3 separate regions of the Mus musculus genome follow, and regions 2 and 3 are each linked to region 1. A link is a contact called in public HiChIP or PLAC-seq and promoter capture Hi-C data. All regions are on one chromosome and are shown on one strand. Each heading gives the region's core, a stretch centred on a gene start, on an enhancer-like site or on the middle of the called end of the contact. The rest is flanking DNA. Distances are from core to core; before and after follow the strand shown. Region 1 holds the start of Btbd6 (BTB (POZ) domain containing 6). Region 2 holds the start of Zfyve21 (zinc finger, FYVE domain containing 21). Region 3 holds the start of Trmt61a (tRNA methyltransferase 61A).

Evidence for each region. Promoter capture Hi-C pulls out the DNA fragments that hold promoters and counts their contacts. HiChIP or PLAC-seq counts read pairs in DNA pulled down with a chosen protein or histone mark.
Region 2: a promoter capture Hi-C map of cranial neural crest shows a contact between it and region 1. The contact joins the promoter of Zfyve21 here to the promoter of Btbd6 in region 1. A contact is called at or near these places in 1 of 39 promoter capture datasets (cranial neural crest) and 1 of 115 datasets of contacts at active chromatin or transcription factors (microglia).
Region 3: an HNF4G HiChIP or PLAC-seq map of pancreatic cancer cells shows a contact between it and region 1. The contact joins the promoter of Trmt61a here to the promoter of Btbd6 in region 1. A contact is called at or near these places in 1 of 39 promoter capture datasets (pre-B cells) and 1 of 115 datasets of contacts at active chromatin or transcription factors (pancreatic cancer cells).

The regions. Positions count from the first base shown.
Region 1 is chr12:112,973,218-112,977,936 of GRCm38.p6, reverse strand. It overlaps Btbd6 (BTB (POZ) domain containing 6), which reads right to left and starts at 1,374. Exons shown (of 4, transcript NM_201646.2): 1 at 955-1,374; 2 at 788-878; 3 at 566-684; 4 at 1-433. The coding sequence starts at 1,331. Brf1 (BRF1, RNA polymerase III transcription initiation factor 90 kDa subunit) reads left to right here. Exons shown (of 18, transcript NM_028193.3): 6 at 4,316-4,465.
Region 2 is chr12:111,811,650-111,816,368 of GRCm38.p6, reverse strand. Zfyve21 (zinc finger, FYVE domain containing 21) reads right to left here and starts at 2,199. Exons shown (of 7, transcript NM_026752.4): 1 at 1,992-2,199. The coding sequence starts at 2,129. It overlaps Xrcc3 (X-ray repair complementing defective repair in Chinese hamster cells 3), which reads left to right and starts at 2,490. Exons shown (of 8, transcript NM_028875.3): 1 at 2,490-2,544; 2 at 4,150-4,308. The coding sequence starts at 4,254.
Region 3 is chr12:111,675,680-111,680,347 of GRCm38.p6, reverse strand. It overlaps Trmt61a (tRNA methyltransferase 61A), which reads right to left and starts at 2,243. Exons shown (of 4, transcript NM_001099793.1): 1 at 2,187-2,243; 2 at 1,386-1,745. The coding sequence starts at 1,716.

The sequences.
Region 1 (4,719 bases), core at 125-2,624:
TGGAATTCGGACCAGGTAGAGGGCTCTTCCCAAAACATGCCTCTTGTTGTGAGGAGTGACTGGGAGGCCCTGTCTCTTACATTCTGCCTCAGCCCAGTTCAGGACGGCCTCGAAGACCACAGCCTCCTTGGTATTGAGGGCCTCCCTGGTCACAATGATCTCCAGTGTCTGCCGGTCAATTTCACAGAAGCCTTCAGACCTCAGGGCCATTTCAGCTTGTGCATCAATGACTTCCCAGCATCTCTGGGTCAGTTCAGGCTCCTCAAACAGTCGGCTCTGGGACAGCAGGACACAAGCATTTTTGGCTTCCAGACTTGTTTCCAGAAAGTTGACGCAGGCCTTGGCCAGGGCAGGCACGATGTACTTCTTAGCAGCATACAGAGTGGCAAGCACTGTGTCCGCCTCCAGGTCGATCTCATCGCTGTACATGTACCTGCGTAAGGCAGGGGCTCTCCTGGGGAGCTGCAAGGGCTCCCCTGCACAACCTCTGGGGTTGTAGCAAACAGGTAGGGGACCATTGGAAGGTAACCACCCCATCCTTCCAGACCCAGCGCACAGCACTTACTTTAGCAAGACCAAGAAGGCAGCAGGCTCCACATCGGGAATGTGGATTTCTGACTTCACTTCCGCAAGATCCCCGTAGAACATGGCATAGAAGACGGAGCTGCCGACAGCCAAGACATACTGTGGATGAAAGAAAACCACCTGAGCTACAGGGCAGTAAACAAGGTCCAGGGAGACGCACCTAGCCAGGCCCACCAGGGGACAGGGCTGCGCCCTTACCCACCTTGTGGGCGGGCACACGCCTGGCAGCCCCCAGAGCCCCCACGATGAAGTGGACGTCAGCCATCAGCTCGTTGTTGAACATGAGCGCATTCCTGCAAAGGGCAGAGGCACACGGGCTGGAACGGCGCGCGCCCGGGCTCCAGAGCCCGGGGGCGGGCGGCGGCTCACCTCTCGCGCAGCGTAGGATGGAAGGACTGCCAGTTGGGGCTCTCGGGATTGTTGTTGTCTGGCAAGGGCGGCGCGGGCAAGGGCGGCAGCGGGGCGGGTGCCAGGCAGGGCGGGCAGCAAAGCCCGACCTTCGTGCTCTCGGCTGCGCCTGCCGCGTTGCTGTTGGCGATGTCGGTGGCAGTAGCTGCAGAGGGACTGGCGGGCGGGTACAGTTCCGCGGCCATCTTCGCTACTGCCGGGGCGGGCTCCGCACTGGTCGGTGCTGCGCCGCGCGCCTTCGCGCCGCGACGGGGCCTGGGAAACGGCTCTGCGAGCACCAGCAGGGAGGTTAGGCACTGCGCCACCCGCCCATGCAGGCAGGCGAGCGGCAGCAGCATGGGGCCACGCCGGCCCTGCCCGCTACCCACCCGCACCCCACACCCCTCACCGAGCCCGCGGCTCGGCCGCAGGGGGCGCCGTCCCGCCCGTACCCACTGCTGCGGCGCCGGCGTCTCTCGTCACTGTGCGTCAAGACGCGACTCCTCGTTCCAGGGCCCCGCCCCTGGGGGAGGTGTTGAAGCTCCGCCCGGGTGCCCAGGTTTAAGGGCGAGTTGTGGTTGCACCTTCTATCACTCAGAAATGAGATTTTTTTTCCAACAGCTCAGGCTTTGAAAAATCACCTGACCCAGCTAGCTTTTCTTCGTGGAGGAAATGAGTCTCTAACGCAAGGCTTGATCTCCCTTTTTGTGTACAGCTTCTTTAACAGAGCACAAAGTCAAGGGCAGTACACCTGTTATGTCGGAATTTCTTTTTCTGTCATGAGTCTAGACCTCATGTGCCACAGGGTGACCTCAAACTTTCTACATAGACCTTCCTTTCTAAGTTGACTACTCCAATGGGTTACATTTTGTTTGCCAGTTTATCCAACCGTGTATATATCAACTCTATATCCCAGTTGTGCTGACCATAGGGAGGCAATTTTATCCTTTCCAGATCCTAATTGCAATTCTTTGGGTCTTTATCCAGAAGTGAGATGATTGGATAAAATGGTAGCTCTTGATTTCTCATTTTTATTTTATGGATGTGGATGTTTTGCCTGTACCTGGTGTTTGCAAAGGCCAGGAGAGGCTGTTGGATCTCCTAAGACTAGAGATACAGATGGTTGTGAGCTGTGAGCTGTGGGTAGATGGGTGCTGGCTCTTCAGCAAGAGCAATAACCACTCTTAAGCACTGAGTCATATCCAGTGCTTCGTGCTCCCCCCGCCCCTTAGGTTTTGAGACAGGGATTTTCTGTGTAGCGCTGACTGTCCTGGAGCTAGCCTCAGATCTGCCTGCCTGCCTCCTGAGTGCACCATCACTGTCCAGATACAGTTACTTGTTTGAGCAAACTTTGCAATGGCCTTTGTTCGTGCTTGTATTATTTATCAGTCCTCCACAGCGTGCACTGCTCTTTTCCCTCATCCTGGGTAAACCTTGTTATAATGTTCTGGGTTTTATAGAGGCTATGCTAGTGGATATGAGGTGGAATCTTGATTGCTGATGTCAACCTTTCTGTGTTTCTTGGTCATTTGTATATCTTCTTGGAAGAAGTACCTCCATGAGTCGTTTGCCCACTTTCCAATCAGTCTGCTTCTTCACTGCATTGAGCTCAGTCTTTAGGACAGATGCTTTCTCCCTTTTTTGTGGTTGTCTTGACTGGACAGACTCCTTTGCTGCATTGATTCTTTGCAGTCTGAAGTTACTATGTTTGTCTGTTTTTGCTTGTGTTAAATCATTGCTCTGTGTTCTCCATGGTTTTGCTATTGGTGGTGGTTGTTGTTATCTTTTTAATGTGTACACCTTTGGTCTGTTTGGGCAGAGTACTACATGTGACAGTAAACTTTGTTTCCAGCCTGTTTGCTGAAGAGACTGCCCTTACATCTTGTGTCCTCCCCGCCCCCTTTATTTGTTTGCTTTTTTTGAGACGGGGTCTCGATGTGCAGCCCTGACTGTCCTGGAGCTCTCTATGTAGACCAGGCTGGCCTTGAATTCCTAGAGATCCACGTGCCTCTGCCTCCTGGGTGCTGGGATTACAAGCATGAGTCATCAGGCCCGTCTTGGTTTCTTTGTTCTTTAATACACGTGCCATCTTCATAACTTCCACAGACCGTGCAAAAGGATTACTTTGTGAGACAGAGAATTTAAAGTCTATTTAGTAAATGTAGTCTGCTGACGTGTATCCACCTTAGTCCTTTCCCCAGACGTCATCTTCTTCCCTTCCTTTGGTTTAGACATTTCTGTTTCCAGTGTCCTTGCATTGCATGACTGCAGCTCTGTCCCCATGTGCAGACAGACTCCACTACTTAAAGAAGATAAAGTAGGCTGCTTCAGGACCTCCATCTTCTCTGCTCATTTAACCCCACCCCGAAGTCCTTCTGTAGTGTTTTGCTTTTGTAAGATGTGGGGTCTATCTGTGCTCTCTAGGCTGGCCTCAGATTCCAGAACCCGAGGGTCCTCCCTACCCATCTTCCCAGTCACAAGGCAGAGTCTCAGCGTTTTTCTCTTGAGTCTGTGTGAGCTGGAGTGGGTCCTTGTCTATGTGGTCGGTCTCATGGATTCCCTTTGTAGAAGTCAGTTAGCCTGGAAGGAGGGCTGGGGACCAGTCAGCAGCTGACCTCCATTTCTTTCCCTTCCTGCTGTCTGGAAAGACAAGTTAGACGGATTGATTCCTTCTCCCAGCTTCTCCAAGAGGCTGAGCCACCCCAGCCCCTCCTCTGTTGTTATTGCCAGTGCTCTCCAAGCTGCCTGCTTCTCAGACCTGAGCAGAAGTGGCTCTTCCTACACAAGTCCTGAGATCTCCTCTGTCCCTAACCAGTGGCTTCTGTCAGAGCACTAATGGCAGGGTAATGAACTGAATGATGAAGTGACTTGGTTGTTCTTGCTGGCTCCATTTGTGAGCTCCATGAACCTTTGACTGAACTTTCGGTACTCAGCAGCGTGCCAGGCACTAAGAAGAAACAACTGTGAACGCGCACGTGCACCTGTATGCCCACTGTGCTCATTTTGTAAGATGCTGATCTGACAACGGCCAGGACATTGAGGGAATTCAGGGTGCTGCGTGAGAAGAGCCCATACCTGGCCTGTTCTCCAGCCTCTCATCACCCTCTGAGAGAAGGTGGGAGTTGTCCCCTCACCTTTTGCCATACATGCCCAGAACTGTGCCGTGTGGAGGCAGCAGTTCCCCAGGACCAGTAAGCACAGCTGAGGGTCAGAGACTGTGCTTTAGGGAGGGGACCTCAGGGAGACGTGGGTAAAGCCACCCAGCTGCAGGGCACTGCTTAGTGCTCTGTGTGCACAAATGCATATGCACTGTCTTAGGTTCTGTGTTATGTTTACTGTGTAGACCCATGCTTGTACATTCCACGCTTTGCTCATCTGCTGGAGTTTGGGGAGAAGAACCATGAAGTATCCATGACAGCCTTGAGGCTTCTGCAGAGAATGAAAAGGGATTGGATGCACACGGGCCGGCGCCCCTCCGGCCTCTGTGGAGCAGGTACAGTGTAGGCCATATGGCCCTTGGGTAGCGTTTTCTGTCCTGATACTTGATAAGTTCACACGTGTGTGGGAGGGTAATTGCAGCCAAATTTAGTTAGGACCCTGTGCATAGTAGGTAAATTGAACTTTAGTCATCTGTCTTGAGCCTTTAAGCCGTCAAGCCAATGAGTTATTGGTTGCAGTTCCAGAGTCTACCTTATATAAGAGCTGTGTCTTAGACCCCAGGACTGGCCTGGCCTTCTTTACTCCTTA
Region 2 (4,719 bases), core at 950-3,449, 1.2 Mb after region 1:
CTACAGTGGGAGTTTGCCACCTATGCTTGTCCAAGCATCTCTCAGTCATGGTCACCCCTGCAAAGCCAAGCCTGAGACACTCACAGAGTCGGCGCCCTTCTCCTCGGCACTCCAGTCAGAGCAACCTCTCCTCCCTGCTTGGCACAGACATGGAGTTCTGTCAAGCTATCCAGACTTATGGGGATGTACCACAAACACTGTAAATTTTAAAGTTTTACATAAAGATTTCATCAGGTGTCAATCGGGGGAAACATCTACCTTAAAGGACCCCCTGTAGAGCAGGAGGAATGTTGAGATAGCTCCTCTAGAGCCCCGGCCTAGAGCCAGTGAACACTTTTCCCACTCGGCTTCCCACCCCACTGGCCTCCTCCACCCGCCCCAAATGTGCCCCTTATTCCAATCTAGGCATTATTGGCCTTTCCTGGAAACAGTTATGTCTGACCAGTTCTAGACTCATTCACAAGCAATTTATTCCGCTGAGCCACCTCCCCAACACCCACTCCGTCCAGGGGCTGGAGTCCAGGTTGTATTCCAACATACACACACACACACACACACACACACACACCCTTTTTTTTTGTCTTTTTAAGACAGGGTCCCACTGTATAGCCCTGGCTGGCCTGGAACTCACTACCCTGAACTCAGACACCTACCTACACCACGAATGATCACGCTGGCCCATTCCTAAGCCCACACCCACTTCAGGGACGCTAAGTGCACTCGAGGGTTGTGCTCAGTTATCTTTGCACCCAAGAGGAACTATGTGCTCAGATGCCTAAGTACAAAGGTAAAGTGCAAAACTGAGGGCACAACCAGGAGGGCAGGGACGGCTCAGTGACACACCTGGTATAGCCAGGGGCTCTGAGTACAAGATGAACCTTCTCCTTCAGGGCTCTCAGGAACTTCAGAGTTTGGGGGGTGGGGTGGGGTGCAGAGCAACAGCAGCCAGGCTACAACCTTCTGGCTGCACGCACGGGTGGCTCTCCAGTCCCTGTTTCAAGAACACTGGACCTCACTCTAAGAAGCCGCTGGCCTCGGCCACCTGTGGATGAGCTCTCAAGGGGAAAGAAGAGCAGCTGATTAGAATTCCAAGCAGGGACTCTAACTTAAAAAATTTGGGAGGAGGCCAGGTGTGGTGAAGCACATCTTTAACTCAAGAGGCTGAGGGAGGAGGAGTTCGAGGACAACATAGCAACAGTGTGTGGTAGAGGCGTGTGGTAGTGCATGCCTAGCACTCTGAAGGCAGATCTTATGAGTGCTAGGCCAAGGACGGGGAGGTGGGAGGGGGAGAGGGGAGGAAGGGAAGGAGAGGGAGAAAGGGAAGGAGGGAGAGAAACAGAAACATGGATGAATTTACACGAGCCATTAAGATAGCTCACCAAGTAAAGGCACGTGCCGCCACACCTGAGACCTGAATTCCGTCCCTGGGACCCAGATGGTTTAAGAAAACTCTCTTCTACAAATTATCCTCTGATCTACACACCAGCGCTGTGACATTGGGGACAAAGGCACATACACACATGAATAAATGAAGAAAAGTTGTTTCAAAGTTTATCAAAGTCGCCAGTACTTTCGTTGGTGTCTTTTAAAGATATTTAATTTGCTTTGAAATAAAATCGCATGGAATGCGTGAATTGCTCCTATTTTCTCCCAAGTGGCCAAGCTTTGCAGAGTTTAGAACTTCGAAGATTGCAAACCCTTTGGCACCGTTCCTCCGTGGGCAGGTGGAGGCGGACTCCCTCACCCTCGCCCCACGGACACACTCCAGCCCCAAACTCGCGCACGGCTCACGGGTGAGCCGCTCCACCGCTCCCCCTCGGGCCTCCCCGGGGCTCCGCACCGCGCAGCCAATGACCGCCAAGGAATGGAAAACGCCCCACAGCGCAGAAGGGACAGCGGGAACGCCCGGAGGGGAGCCGCGGCCGAGCGTCCCTAGGACGGAGGCGGGAGACGCCCCGGCTCGGGTTGGGGACCCGGGGGCTAGGACGCACCTCCTTGTCCGGAACCCACTGCGGCTCCTCCAAGCCGAAAGGGCTTCCGAAGGCGCGGTGCTCCGGCACCATGCGCAGGCCACTTGGCGAGCGCACAAGCTTCTTGGCGTCGCGACGCGCGGCCACCCCCGAGGACATGTCTCCGCCTGAGCCCCTCACGCCACCGCCCGCGCTGAGCCCACACAAGGCGCCACCCCGCCCCGCCCGCAGACACGATGACAGCTCCGAAGCCCAATCCGCAGCCAGAGCTCGTAATATGAACCAATCGGAGAGTAGTATCCGCCCCAGAGTCGCCCTTCTCCAATCCGTGCAAGGATCCCGCCCCTACGGCTGGCCACCAATCGGCGGTGAAGACCGGAGGGGCACCCTCGCCCCTCTAGGGAGAGTGTGACTTCGGATTGGCCAATTAGTCAGCCACGTAGGCGCCTCTTCGTTTCTTCTGGGTGGAGCAGACTCGGACTCTGGCCTCTCATTGGAAGAGAAGATTGAGATGGGCGGGGCTTCAGGAGCGGGCGGAGCGCGCGGGAGACTTGCGGGGTCGCTGATCCGGGAGGTGAGTTAGCTGATCGCGAGTGGCCGAACATGGGGTGGCGGGAGAGGACAGAGGACACTGTGGGTTTCGAGCGCCCCAGGTCGGGACTCAAGAACGAGCTTCCCCAGCGGGGCACCCCTTCAAGCCCGTAGCGGGGTTTGAAGGAATCGAACTGAGCGCGGGACCTGCTTTCCGCACTAGAGTCCCAGGCCAGCCACAGCGTGACCACTCGCTGCAGATTTGATCTGTGACTTTTGTTTTTCTTGTGGTGTTCGTAAGGACGAGTCACATTGTGCGTGTAGCCTAGGCTGGCCTTGGATTCAGCAGTCCTGCCTCAGCCTTCCTCGCACTGATACAGGTGTGAGCCACCGCGCGCGCCTCACCCTCTAGCTTCTTTGGGTAATTGGCCAAATCAGCTACCCAGGAGCTTTGCTCTCTCTCTGACACAATTGGACACACTCTAGCCCAGTTGGAGGGATGAGCTGGTGTAACCCTACTTCTCCGGAAGGCAGGCGGCCAAGTGGAGCATGGAGCTCTGTGCTTTTGTCTGAGACACAGGTTCTCAGTGTTGAAGTAGAAGTTGCTCAGTGGCACTTTGTAAAGCAAGGTTAGCTGCCTCAAGGCCTTGGCATTTGCGGGTGCACAGATAGAACCCGCCCCTGACTATGTCCTCTGTCCAGTCTCCACCAAGCCCTGTGATTGCTCTGGTTCACCACTGGACGCTGTAGCGATGGCTTGGGGGACCTTTGAGTTCTGGTGCCAGAGCTTTGTGTCTGAAAGCATGTTCTCCCTTCCCTCCTGCCCTGTGTGGTGTGGTGTATGTGTGTGTGTTGTATGTACATACGTGTATGTCCGTTTGCATCCGTACTGATGTGTGTGCGTGTGTGGAAGGCAGATGTCTGACATATATTCCTCCATCACTTGCCCTACGAACCCAAAGTCCACAGATTCAGCCTGTCGGCCTGCTCTGAGGAACTTGTCTCTGCCTTCTGAGCCCTGGGATTACTGGCAGCCCACCAAACCTGCCCAGCACCAGATCTCACGTCCTCGGCCTCCTCAAACTTGGCTCCTGAGCCACTCCACCCCATCCTTAGTGCCTCTTGGCACTGTCATTTGAACCCATTGCAGTGTACTGTAGGACACGCCTTTCCTCACACTGGCCTGGTGCTGTCCCCTCCGGGCCCCTTTCGGGAGACTTTCTCTGTGCTTTCTGGTACGGTGGAGCTGCCTCTTCTGTTGTTCTCTGACCAGGTTCAATTTCTCCCACCATCCTTCAAAATCCCAAACTCACAAAAAGCTGGGGAATGCTGAGCAAGACCCCTCTATGCCCCAGGAAGTTGAAGGGGAGCAGCAAGGGGCAGCTACCTTGTCCCACCCCCCCCACCCCCACACCCCCACCCCCCCGCACTGACACCTTCAGGATGTTGACTACGGCTGAATTAGTTCTGTGCCAACATCTGGAGTGAACCTAGGCTTCCAGACTGCCTAGTCCTCCTCAGGGTTGACGGTGCACGCAGGAGCACCATCCTTAGCTCTCATGGACCGGGAGACACCTGTCCTCGGCGCTCAGTGGGACACCTAACCACACTTTGGCTTCGGACCGCCCTGTGTGTCACCTTCCCACAGGAAGTCTGAGTTGGTGTGTGTCACCATCCGTCGCTGTGTGCCTGTCAGCTCTGCTGTGTGCTGTCACCGTCAGCTCTGCATGCCCCTGCTGAGACCACTTAGGAATGGACTTGGATCAGCTGGACCTAAACCCCCGAATTACTGCTGCGGTTAAGAGGGGTATGTGTGTGGTGAGCAGGGCACACAGGCACTGTGGGCAAAACAAGCTGCACTCTCTGCACCACCCACGCCTAGCGGCTTCTCTCCTTTTCAAAGCGGGGTTGGTTGGTCTCGCAAGGGGCACCTTTGGCACCTGAGTTCCCAGAGGGCTGTGGCTGCAGAGGGCGAGCTGCTCAGCCCGCATGTTCCTGGCAGCTCTTTCTGCCACTGTGTGAACTAGTTTGATATATCTGCAATGTATTATTTTTTTCTTTTTCATTTTTCTTTCTTTTTAATTGCAACAGGGTCTCACTGTGTAGCCCTAGCTGGCCTGGAACTCACTTGTAGACCAGCCTGGCCTTGAACTCACAGAGCTCCTCCTGCCTCCATCTCCCAGTGCTGGGAGCAATAATTTCTTTTGCTAACTGGTTT
Region 3 (4,668 bases), core at 994-3,493, 1.3 Mb after region 1:
ACTGCACCACCCTTCTCACAATGTCATCAGTCTGTCAAAAACAGACTTTCCAGGCAGGGGTGGCGCACGCCTTTAATCCCAGCACTTGGGAGGTGAGGTAAAGGCAGGTGGATCTCTGAGTTCGAGGCCAGCCTGATCTACAGAGTGAGTTCCAGGACAGCCAGGGCTACACAGACAAACCCTGACTTGAAAAAGAAAAAAAGCAAACCTCAGCTCAGCTCTTCCTTAGAGGGAGGGCTACCCCTCCTCACCTGACGTCATGGACTCCAGGACCAGGGCTAGCTCTGTCACCACTCATCCTTCTTCTTTTTTTCTTTTCTTTTCTTTTTTTTTTTTTTTTTTTTTTTGGTTTTTCGAGACAGGGTCTCTCTGTGTAGCCCTGGCTGTCCTGGAACTCACTCTGTAGACCAGGAAATCCGCCTGTCTCTGCCTCTCAAGTGCTGGGATTAAAGGTTTGCACCACCACTGCCTGGCTTCTTCTACTCATCCTTATAGCTGCTCCCTCCACAGCTCCAAGTACCCAGGCTTGGTGACCACTTCCAGCAAGGTTCCTCACCAAAGCACTGGTTCCAACCTCCTGCCTGTCCTGTCTTTCAGAGGGCGGAGAAGGGACCGGGTACCACATGGGAGCACAGGATTGTGTTGCCCGAAACAGGGCAAAGGCCTGAGACAGGATAGCATATCCCCTAATGCAAGGTACAAAAGGAGAGCTGTCAGAGCTGACCTGCTATCCGCTCTCTCGCTTCAGAGGGAAAGAATAGAAAGCCAGCAACAACCGGGAGAATGGGAACTCTTGTGACTCTGGACCTCAGCCTCTTAGCCCACAAGAAACACACCACCAAGGATCTAGCCATCTGATCCCCGGGGTCATTCTTGGCAGAGGTGTATGCCTAGATTGCTGCATCCAGTGGCCTCAGTACCTAAGGGTGGGCATGTGAGAGACAGCTAGCTCAGACCCTTCTAGCTACCACCTGGCCTCGTATCAGTGACAGTGCTAATCTTCGATGGAACTAGGGAAGGGCCTGGCTGTAAGTGTGGGACAGACTTCTCTCTGCAATGAGCTCTGGAGTATCCAGCCTCCCTCCAGGAAGGGGCAGCTGGCCTAGAAAAAAAGCAGTCAGCACCTTGGCCAGCATCAAGCAATCCCAGCTCCGACCTCATAGGGCACCTCCTCCTCTTTCTTCTCCAACCCAGGTTAGCTCCCATCAGCTGCCATTTCGATGACAGCAGCTAGTACTGCTTCTGGCTTCACTCCCTGCAGCCACACCCTCCCTTGCAAGCGGAGTTGCTAAATAAAAGCTAGAAGAACCAAGTAGTTCAGCGCACAACTGCAGGAAGGATCGGCTGCAAACCGTCTTATCTGAGCTCATACCAGAGGAGCTCACCTGATTCACAGACCACAGAACCGGGACGCAGCTCCAGCATCATGGTGATCAAGGCAATGTCGGTGGAGTAGAGGATCTGCGTGCGGTGGGGCAGGTTCACTGTCCAGAGCTCAGGAGTGGGGTGCAGCACATACACCCAGCCGCCTCTGCTGCAAATCACCTTGGAGCCAAATGGGCGGCCAATGAGGTCCACCGAGTGCCTCAGGACGCCATGCCGGGTCTGGGTCTGTGCCCCACGCTGCACACGCACTGCTACCATCGAGCCGTGCCCCAGTGACAGGATGGCTGTGTCGCCTTCCTTGATCAGCTCCTCGTATGCCACGAAACTCATGGTGTTAACGTTTGCCAAGGGTCAGGGACCTGGAGAAGTGGTGTGTGGACGTGAGGTCAGAGGACCAGGAGGCAGGATGAAGATCTGTGGTCTGGACAGAGAGGTCTGTGGGGCCTGGGTTCTGAGCAGGGTTAGCGGACTTGCTTAGCCAACCCAACAGAGCTGCACTCTAGCCTAACATATGGAGCCCTTCTGGAGGTCTCTATTCTCGGAGTACACAAGAGAGTGCACAGCGACAGGAGCCCAAGGATTCCCACACATGAAGAACCAGAATCCCCTAGTGTGAAGGCGGCAGCCTCTGATAGCGTGCACAGCAGGGGAGAGAAGCCACCTCCGAGCCCGGAATCCCCGTAGCCCCTTGCCCAGAGTCTCCACGGAGGGCTCCCGACGGCAGGGAAGGCTGGCCTCCCGCCGAACAGCACGGGACCTGCCAGCAAGCCCGGAGCGCCGCTCCCAGCTCGGAAACTCACGCAGCATAAACCGGCTCCCGGCTCCACACGTGGCTCCACGGCGGCCGTAGCACTTCCGGTGCTTTTTGATGACGTCAAACCAACGCAGGGCTCTCTGGGAGTCGCCGCGCTGTCCTTTGCGTGCTCCCAGAGGACCTTTTCTGGCTGGCGTCTCTTCGGCTGTGTTCTTCTGTGCAGGCTTGCACGTTGCCTAAGAGATCCGAGCGCTGTGCGAAATAAAAGTCCCCTGCTCGCCCGCGGCCTGTCCGCGCGCGGCCTTTTAGGGCTGCCCGGTGCACGAAGTGTCTGCCCGCGGGATACGCATGACCCTAAAGAGCACTTTGACAACTATGTAACCCCAGGACCTCCCTACTATGGCCCACCAGGACATTTTTGTCATTGCAAACAGCTCTGAAACACCCTGTCTGGGCTCCAGAATAAATGCCATAAAGTGGAAACGCAGGCAAAGGGATGAGGGTTAGCTCAAAGACTTTGGCTAGGGCTGGGCCGAGTAAAAGGAGTAGAGTTAGTCTGGAGTATTCTGCAAAAGTGGCCCTAGGCCAGGTCCTGCCTGAGGGGGAGGGCACAAAGCGTCCCTTTCCAGGATCCCTGGCATCTTGAGAGCCTATGAAGTGAAGGAAGATTCTTCCTCCGGGTGTGCAGTGGAGAGGGGAGTAGGCAGGCATGGGGCAGAGAGAGTGGAGAGCCTTCCTGCACACCTCAGCTGGTAGAAAAGAAGAGAAGGAAACGTTAGCTATGCAGAACCAGCAGCAGTGACCAGCTTAAGGCTGCACTCTCCATGAAGAGACTTTGACCCAGCCTGCCTTTTCTAGAATCCCGCCAGCCTATAGGGATCCTCTGGGGCCAGGCTAGGCCAACCTGTGATGTCCTTGCCCTAGAAACTCAGGTGCCTGACTTCAGACCTCCTCAAATTTCTGCCCTGATTGACCTTAGTATGATAGCCCTGGAAGGACAGACAGTGAGGGTTTTTCTTGGTCGCCCATGTCTTCAGCTGAGACATCCCAGCCATATCCACAGCCCCACAACCCTTTTCTTTCTTTTTTTCGTCTTTATTGAATAATTTATTTACATTTCAAATGTTTTCCCCTTTCCAGGACTTCCCTTCAGAAACTCCTTATCCCATCCTCCCTGCCCCCACAACCCCTGTTCTAACAGGGTACTTCATTCCCTTGGTGGTGCACAGCCCAATACACATCCTAATTGCCCCTCTGGAGAGTTAGACTTTTCACTTCTCCTGGGAGGTTCCTCTTCCTCAGCTTCTCGGTGGCATGGAGACCAGGCCTGATTACATCCCCACCCAACCTATGAGTTCAACGGGGGGGGGGGGGGGGGCTTGGTTCCACTTGCCCACTGCTGGCTTCTCAGTTCTTCCTGTGTACCTCTTCTACAGTCCATCTTCTCAGAACTAGTCATCTGTTATGCCCAGCCTCAGCCTGGAGTCTTCAAGCAGAACCAGCAGCTTAAGACCCTAGCTGGTGAGGTGAGGGTGGGGAGATTTCCCAGCGCAGTTTATGCACTGAGTTCTAATAAGAACAGATGCTTCATGTGGCCAGTTCACTCTCATGTCATTGAATCCTCTTCCTTACAATTTTATGACCACTTTACAGATGGGGAACAGAAAGCTAATTTGTGTAACATCATACCGACAACATGGTTCATGCAGGGCTATATTTTGTCTTTCAGACAGCCTCCCTATATAGCCTTGGCTGCCTGGAACTCACTATGTAGATCAGGCTGGTCTCAGACCCAAGAGATCTGCCTGCTCTGCCTAACAAATACTGTGCTTAAAGGTGTGCTCCACCCTGGCCTGAGGGATTCCAGTTCAAAGCCTAGAGTCAGAGAACTGATAGCGCTCTTGGGCAAGAACAGGGGCAGCCAGCCCCAGAGGAAAAGAAGCTGAAGATGTCTTTGGGGGAGGCTGCTCCACCTGCACCTCTGGCAGGGCCTAAGTTGCCAAGAGTCCCCCTTTGACTGGCACAGCCTCCTGCTGCACTGTCTGCAGCCCTCACCTCTCTTCTGACCCCTGTCAACTTCCCCTTTGCCCTCCATGAGCAAGGGAGCAGAGAGGAAGAGATACACCTTGGCCACAGACTGTGGCTAGCCTCTGGCGAACCTGGAGCCCATGGCCCTATCTGTTCTCCATTTGCCCTGCTGGACTGGACCCTGCTCTATGATTAAAAAACTCAGTCTATGATTATCAAAGACTCCTTTGATACCCCTTCCTTCTTTGTGGTTAATGTATGACTTGGTGTGATTTTGAAGGAAATGGGACCATAAATCTGGGGGGTGATGTCATCTAGCTTCTCGCCTGGGAGCTGCCAGACCAACTACCGACTCCCGAGGAGAGCAGCAGGCCCACAGTCAGGAACACAGCTAGGTTGGAAGACCCTCATCTTGCTTCCTTGCTCTGGGGGCTATCAGGACTTCCAAGCAACACCCCAGTGGGGGCCTCACATTGATACTGTCATCTGGAGGCTATAAA